Regions from separate parts of the Drosophila melanogaster genome. Here region 2 is linked to region 1. A link is a contact called in public Hi-C data. All regions are on one chromosome and are shown on one strand. The core of a region is the stretch at or near the end of the contact, and the rest is flanking DNA. Distances in the headings are between cores, read along the strand shown.

The links. Hi-C and Micro-C count contacts between places; a contact is called where the count stands out from the background.
Region 2: a contact with region 1 is called in a Hi-C map of the Kc167 cell line, with 4 times the contacts expected there. A contact is called at or near these places in 9 of 107 Hi-C or Micro-C datasets (the Kc167 cell line, the Sg4 cell line, embryo and 3 more).

The regions. Positions count from the first base shown.
Region 1 is chr3R:18,926,340-18,930,057 of dm6, reverse strand. It overlaps Mpc1 (Mitochondrial pyruvate carrier), which reads left to right and starts at 1,399. Exons shown (of 4, transcript NM_001275791.1): 1 at 1,399-1,669; 2 at 1,744-1,863; 3 at 1,930-2,030; 4 at 2,400-3,062. The coding sequence starts at 1,802. The coding sequence ends at 2,560. CG42613 reads right to left here and starts at 862. Exons shown (of 19, transcript NM_001260256.1): 1 at 494-862. It overlaps Xrp1 (Xrp1,), which reads right to left. Exons shown (of 5, transcript NM_142504.4): 5 at 3,209-3,718. The coding sequence ends at 3,554.
Region 2 is chr3R:19,146,297-19,150,070 of dm6, reverse strand. Ppcs (Phosphopantothenoylcysteine synthetase) reads left to right here and starts at 2,161. Exons shown (of 5, transcript NM_169848.3): 1 at 2,161-2,936. The coding sequence starts at 2,811. CG5835 reads left to right here. Exons shown (of 4, transcript NM_142528.3): 3 at 439-836; 4 at 910-1,439. The coding sequence ends at 1,033. It also overlaps asRNA:CR44107.

The DNA.
Region 1 (3,718 bases), core at 150-2,649:
GTGGGAATACAAAAAAAAGTGACCATTATGTGTAGGATTGATTTTTCTTCAAATGGTTTTTCTTTTCAGGTTTTACTGAACTGAAGCTGCGGCAACTGATGACGCGTAGTCAACATTTAAAAATTTAAAGAAGCAAAATCTGTCTTTGTTTTGGCAATTCTTGGAGTTGGTTTCTTTGGGCATAATTTGAATTTTCTTTAGCTTTCCCAAGCACCGCACATGGAAAATGCTTGCAAAATGGCACACTGACCACATATAAACACTCGCACGCACGCACACACACAGCACACAAACGCACACATACACACACAGACACACACGGGGATTACAAGTTGGCAGAACAGTGGCAGCGAAGTCAGCAGCGGCATCGACTGCCAACACAATTTCCATTTGCCTATTCCGCTTTTTCACTTTGTTGTTGTTGTTGTTGTTATTTGGCCAGAGGATGTGGTGTGTTGTTGGTGCCAGGATTCCTTCGATAAGGACTATTTACCGAGCCAAGTTTCCTTTGAGCCGCCGTCGCTCTCGAGTCGCAAATTCACACTGAGCCGGAGTTTTGGATTCGGTTTTGGATGCTGGTTGCTTCGCACTCGGATGCTGCTGGTTGTGCTGCTTTGGTCTTCTGCCGCCGCGGCCAAGGACTCAGGCGCAGGCTGTCGGCGCAGAAACCATCGCCCCAATTCTCTTCGCCTTGGTCCTTTTAAGAGAGCCGGAAGAGCGCGTATTAAGTGAAGAGCGGAAGCGCGTGGTGGATTAACCACTTGAAAACCGTGGCGCCCGCACTTCAGCAAATGCGTTGCAAATGCACACATTACGTCCACTTGTAATTAGCGGGCTTAATGCACATCAAGCATCCGCTTTTCGGCGGATATAGGGAGGGAAGTCCCTGCGACAAGCCTATCGAGATTGCAAATCGAGTCGAGTGTTGCAGCGATCAGTATATGCCTGACACCGATCAAGCGCTTCAATGACTTTCAACGATAGTGTAATATATCGGTATAACTTACAGGATTTTAAATGAAAAAGCAACAAGATTAAACTCGTTTTAGAATAGCAATTAAATGTTTAATTTTCGATTGACTTTATAAATATTTAAGTTAATATTAATAATGTAATATAAATATCAATATACTAGATTTCTTGATATTTATGCGTAGAGCTTTGAAAGCATTGTATTGTTTTACACTGTTTACAATGCTAGAATATTTTTTTGTTATAAATATTTTATTAATAAAAGTCTTAGCATAGTGCCTGGGCACAAATTTGCCCAACTAAAATATTGCTGAAGGTTATGTTAACCACTTTTCAAAAAAAGATTTAAAACCTATCGCATTCGCTTCATTCGACGTCCATCTCTAAGTGTGACCCTTGGATGTGGCGATTGTACGGGCTATCGATAACTCCGACGCGACAGCGACGCGGCAGAGAAAACTCGTTGATGCCTTTCGTTTGACTAATTTTATATAACTTTCGGAGTGACAACACGGCCGACACATAAACAAAAAATATATCCTAGCTTGTGAATATTTAGGCACACACTTCACACACCTGCAACGCGGCCTGCAGTTCCAAATTCTTCGTGTTTTCGATCAAGGTGTTCCAGGCGGTAAACAAACAACAGCAACAACAGCTGGCACCACAAAAACAACAACAACACGGCGAACAACCTGTAAGACCTTGAGGGGATTTTTTTCGGATTTATATTGCGCGGCAATGGCAATCTAATCTAAATTATTCCACCAGGTGCGCTTCTGATTAACATTTCTGGTCAGATATATTCAATTAGCAAAGCGGTAGCATCATGTCGATCAGGAGAGCTATGTCCACAACGGCCTCAAAGGAGTGGCGGGATTACTTTATGAGGTCTGTTTGTTGGTTATCAATTGGCCTTATATGACTTATTGTAAATATTGCTTTTTATATCCACAGTACCCACTTCTGGGGCCCGGTGGCCAACTGGGGTATTCCGGTGGCTGCTCTCGCCGACACACAAAAGAGTCCCAAATTCATCTCCGGCAAAATGACATTGGGTAAGGATATCCCCCCTTGGGTTTTGGCCTCCATCTGGCATCCATACACGCGCGACTGGCATCGAAAGTTTTCGCTTAAGATGTCGTAATCAGAGCCGCTGTGATATGTTCTAAACAAATCACTCTATAATGCCTGATAAGCCAGATACGGAAACTGTCGAAACGTCTGCCGATAAGATTGCACAGAGAAAAAACTAAGCACAATTTGTCCATTTTACTCCATAATCCGATTCCATCGGAATAAGATGCCAGCGAGGCAATATGCACATAATGTAATGGAAATTATGACAAATTTTGCTTATAATTTGTCCTGTGCCTTTGCCTATGTAAATAAGTCTCCCAGAAATGCTTATCCTCGATCTTTTCCAGCTCTGACCCTGTACTCGTGCATCTTTATGCGATTTGCCTACAAGGTCCAGCCCAGGAATTGGCTGCTCTTCGCCTGCCACGCTACCAATGCCACCGCCCAATCGATCCAGGGTCTTCGCTTCCTTCACTACAATTACGGGTCTAAGGAGCAGCAGGCGTAAATGTAATCCTTGCCCCGAAATCCACTTCCCCGAGACGCGACGCGCGAAGCCACTTCAAATGTTTACCCAACAGCAGCAGCTATCGCAATTTACTGCCACCACACGCAACGAAGATCTAGCAAATTGCACTGCCGCAATCCCATTCAAATCAAATCCAAGTGGTGGAGTAATTGCCGTGAATCACACCCGCACAATCGGCTGAATCTCGAATCGCGAAGTTGTCGTGCCCCAGTAGCCGTTTTCGCTGGGGTCAAATTCCAATTCCAATTGAGTCTATACCCAACTTGTTACTTTGCCCATTTAGTTAATTCCGTTAGGCAGTTGATCAAAATTTTAAGTCGGTGCAATGCTTAGATTACGATTATATGAATATGGTTTAAAATCCAATAAAAGATATCAAAATCTAATTTTGTCTAGTGTCTGTCAATACAAAATGGTTGTAATAAAATTGTAACATTTAATCATTAAAATGAAGAACGTTATAGAACCCATTCAAATATACAAAGTTAGTTGATTTTGTCACGTTTATTGAAACATGCTTTTTATTCAAACAATTACGGTTATATAAGTTGATATCTGTAAAATATACATTTCAATTGTTCTTAACAATAGCATATTTTTTTGTTGACATTTTTTAAACTTTTTTTTGTTCATCAATGGGGTTAAAACATACGAACTCGTAATCATTTTTTTGTTGTGCTTTTTTTTTTTTTGATTACGCTTTGGACGAAAAACATATCCGTGGGTATAAAAATTTTTTAGTTTTCTCAAACATAATAAAAGTAAAATTAAAGTTAAACACTCCTCGCGCACTATGGGCGCCATCACTATGCCTAATAAGTGGCTTAACTGATGTCCACATGGAAATGGAAATTTGATTTCTGCTTCTCGACTTCTTCAACGACAACTTAACTAACTAAACAATTGGATGACGACGATAGGTACTATGACAGGCTTATGCTCCGCAATTTCTATTCTATGGCTACGAGAATCTCAGTCCTGCTCCTGCTTAACGTAAGTGCTCTTCTGCCGCTGGCGCTCCATCAGGTACTTCTTGAACTTCCGTTCCCGGGAGGCCACTTCGTCGGCCCGGGCACGCAGTCGCAGATTCTCGGCCAATAGCGTGTCCTCGGCGCGCTTCTCCTCCTCTTCGCGCAC
Region 2 (3,774 bases), core at 912-3,411, 220 kb before region 1:
TCACTAAAATTTCTATTTGAAAGCCGGATTTTTAAAGCTACTTCATTCGTTTGCATAAGTAAAGATGATCTCAAGAAGCTATAAGGCACTTTAAAAAATATTAAACACGCCTTCACAATTCAGACACTTTTGCAACGCCCACTTTCAAATTTGTTGCCCAAATTCGGCATAGAACTCGCATAGAATCACGTGCCGTTTGAAAATCAATTACTCAGCCGACAGTGAAAGCCACATCGATGACACGAGCCTTTTTTTTGTATACACAGGGAAAAACAAATTGACGCAATTAAAGGCAATTTATAGATAAATATGAAAATATAACAAATAATTAGTGAATATACGTTAAATTCAGCTTAAACATGTTGATCGTTTAATTTTAAAGCTTGAATAATATATGCATGTTATACTAACTAAAATTGTATTTTATTTTAATCGCAGGATACTTCCGACGATTCCGACTCAGAGGCGGAATCGGAGGAGCAGCAGCGGCGGTCATATCCCCACCGCGACGAGGACCAACTGAACTCGGCCACCAATTTGGTTTTGGCACAGAACTACAAGTACGATGTGGAGATCCTGGAATCCGGCGATGCCGACCAAGACGACAGTAGCATGGATGACGTGGACGATCTGGAGGAGCGTTTCAAGGGACGCGGTGTGATCTTCAGCACGGACACCGAAACCTTCGCCAACGAGAACATCGAGATGAGCCCGCTGAACGTGCAGGCGGATGCGGTTAGCCAGGGACACGTGCTGCTCGGCATCGTGGTGGTGGCACTGGCCTTGGTCTCCATCGGCCTGTACGCCGGCCTGGTCATATGGCGCTCGCACCTGGAGTGAGTTCTATTGGCTAATTGCTCTAATTTTCAGAGTGCTAACTCATTTACCATCTCTTTTCACCATCATCAGGCAGCGGTATGGAATGCGCGAACGACTGGTCAATCACGACTTGGAGGATGAAGCGGCTGGTGTCGACGACGTCGATTATCAGGTCTATGCGCCAACCACGACGGCAGCTACGCCTAGGGCGTAGTCCGTTTCGAAATCTGGTCCGATTCGATTCGATCCGATACGACGGTGGGCTTCAATTGGACCTGGTTTCGGTTTAAAGTGCACACTCACCACACAATTCAGACGAGACGACGACGATGGCAATTCATTGCAGCCTCAGCTAGGATGGTGGTGGAGAGACGGTGCTCAATCGTCTAATGTATGCCATAAATTTCCACGACAAGCTGAAAAGCATTCCGCTTCCCAATTACACTCTAATGGCGTTGCTAAAGGTCACGCCGATTTCTAACAGCGCAGTTGACAAGACCAATTAGTTAGTAAGTTTCTGTGATATTGTTCTAGAGATTCTTTTGTACGTCCTTGCACTAACAATACGCATAGAACCCACGTTGCTAATCGATAATAAAAACTATATGTAAATGTAAATGAATATTTAACTTAGGCGTCTTTATTTTGTTGATGGTAAATTCCTGCAAGTTACCTCTTTCACAGCTGCTTAAGACTCTGTGGTTTTCAAAATACTGGAATTATTTAATGGATTATAAATGAATAAGCAATTTAAAAATAACCAAAACATGTTATCTGACTTGATTCATTTTGAGTTTTATTGGATATAAATCTTCACAAGCCTTGTTTACACTTAACACACTCAGGTAAGCCATTAAATTAAAAATAGCCACACAAAGAACGAGTTACACACCCAATAAAATGCAGTAGTATAAGGTATTTTTGGAGTTAACAATTACATTGCTTTTATTTGTTATGCATTTATTCTTTCTTAACCCTAAAATAAAAAAGGTTTCCCTTTAAAAATTGAAATAATTTGTTTTCGTACAGGTATTTATAGCTCAAATTTGAATTTGAATTAGGCGCGTTTTCTTAATTAACAACACTGAAATAATATCTAAAGCGCAGCCAACTTTGCTCAGATAGCTCATGGGTACCACAAGACTAAGAACTAGTTCACAAATATGAATATTCAACAAAAACACCTTCTGGCTGACAGATAACTAGGCAGAAGTGGTGGTCTTTCTTACTTATTAGCTAAATGAAACCTTTGTATAGCTTCCTTAGAACGATACATGAAAAACTTAATCTTGACAAGCAACAAGTTTGCTGCATGCGCCGGAACCAGTCAGCAATGCCTCCAATTCGTCCCTGTCCAACACTGCAATCAGCTGTTACCTGGCCAACGCGTTTTTTTTTTTTGGCCTGCACTTTGAACCCCGAGGTTTCGTGCGAATAAAGATACGGATTTGAGTGCGCCTGTCCACATTCCCGCTCGTCCCGCTCCGCCATCCATCGCTGCCTATCGCATTTTCGGTTCAGAATCCCGCGGACCTTGCTGCCGTGCACATCGCATCGCATTTCCACAGCTGCGTTTTTCAGCATTTTCGTTCGCTCTCTCTCTCTCCGGTTTTTCAGAGCGCTCCGTTCCGCTCTCCCGCTCGCGCGCGCTCCCCTTAACGGTTCCATTGATAAGCAGCGCCACCCGCAGCCCCTGCCCCGCCCCCCTGCCACGCATATTCCGCCCTTCGCATTTCGGAAACTGCAAAAAAAAACCAAACCAAAGCAAAGCAAAAGCAAATCAATCAATTAAGATAGTACGCCGAATAGTGCAGTGCGTGTGTTAATTAATTTTGGTTGCCATTTCGCACATTCTGTATTTATTAATTGGCAGTGCATAGCTTCCGGCGGAAGAGGGCAACTTTCCGTTCATTTTCGAGCTTCCGTTTGTCGGCCAATTAGCAGCAGGTCGACAAAGAAAAAGCAAAAACAAGCGTAAAGGATAAGCCAACATGACGCACTGGGAGGACTTCTACAACACGCACCTGCCGCCCGCGGACTTCGAGGACAATCGCTCCCTGCTCAAGGAGTTCTGCGAACGGCACAACAAGCTCCAGAATCGCATCGTCCTCGTCACGGTGAGCTGGGATGATCCAAATCCGAATTAGGATTAGGATTAGCGCTAAATAACCACTGTACTCCGTTAATTAACTGCCCAAGCTGGTGAAAGCTTTCATGGTTGAGCCGAGCGCCTGGGGCATTAAAAACAAATGTGTAAAGTGTGGAAGTGAATAAATTTAAATTGGCTAGAACAAAGTTCGTAAATGTTAAACACATGCAGGGGCGCATGCATAAACAATTAGCATTTTGTGAATGGAGAAAACAAAAGTTGTTAAGTGTTTTTTTAACATACTTTAAAAAACCAAAATCACCTTTTTTTTGTTAGTTTTTAATTTAACATTTTAGAAATTTAATCTTAGTTAAGTTTCACTTTAAGTTAAGTTTTCCACTTTAAAATGCTGCTATGCGTAAATAATATATATTGCAAATATCTGCAAGTCTTGCAAATACTTGATTCGCCTCCTAAAGCTCAAAGTTAAATATGAAATTATGTGGGTCAACTGGTGTTTATTCACTGGGGCCAGCTTAATCCGAACATGATTTACGCAAATAGTTAACAACGAGGCACATTAGTTTCTCTCTATAAGATTTATGGTCAACTTGCTGATTTATCTGCCTGATTTGAATAACTAAATGCTGCCAAATATCTTGGATTTGTTCTAAGTCATTGGATTTTACATGAAAGGGACTTGGTTATTCTAATTTGTTTTATAAGAAATTATTGTAATGATTTGCACAAAACTGTTATTGTGCCTATAAGAAAGGATGTTAAAGGGGAGAAAATACATAAGAAGATACAAAACAAGAGAAAACTAGTCGAGTTACTCGGCTGTCAGACACCCAGTACTAAGAAGA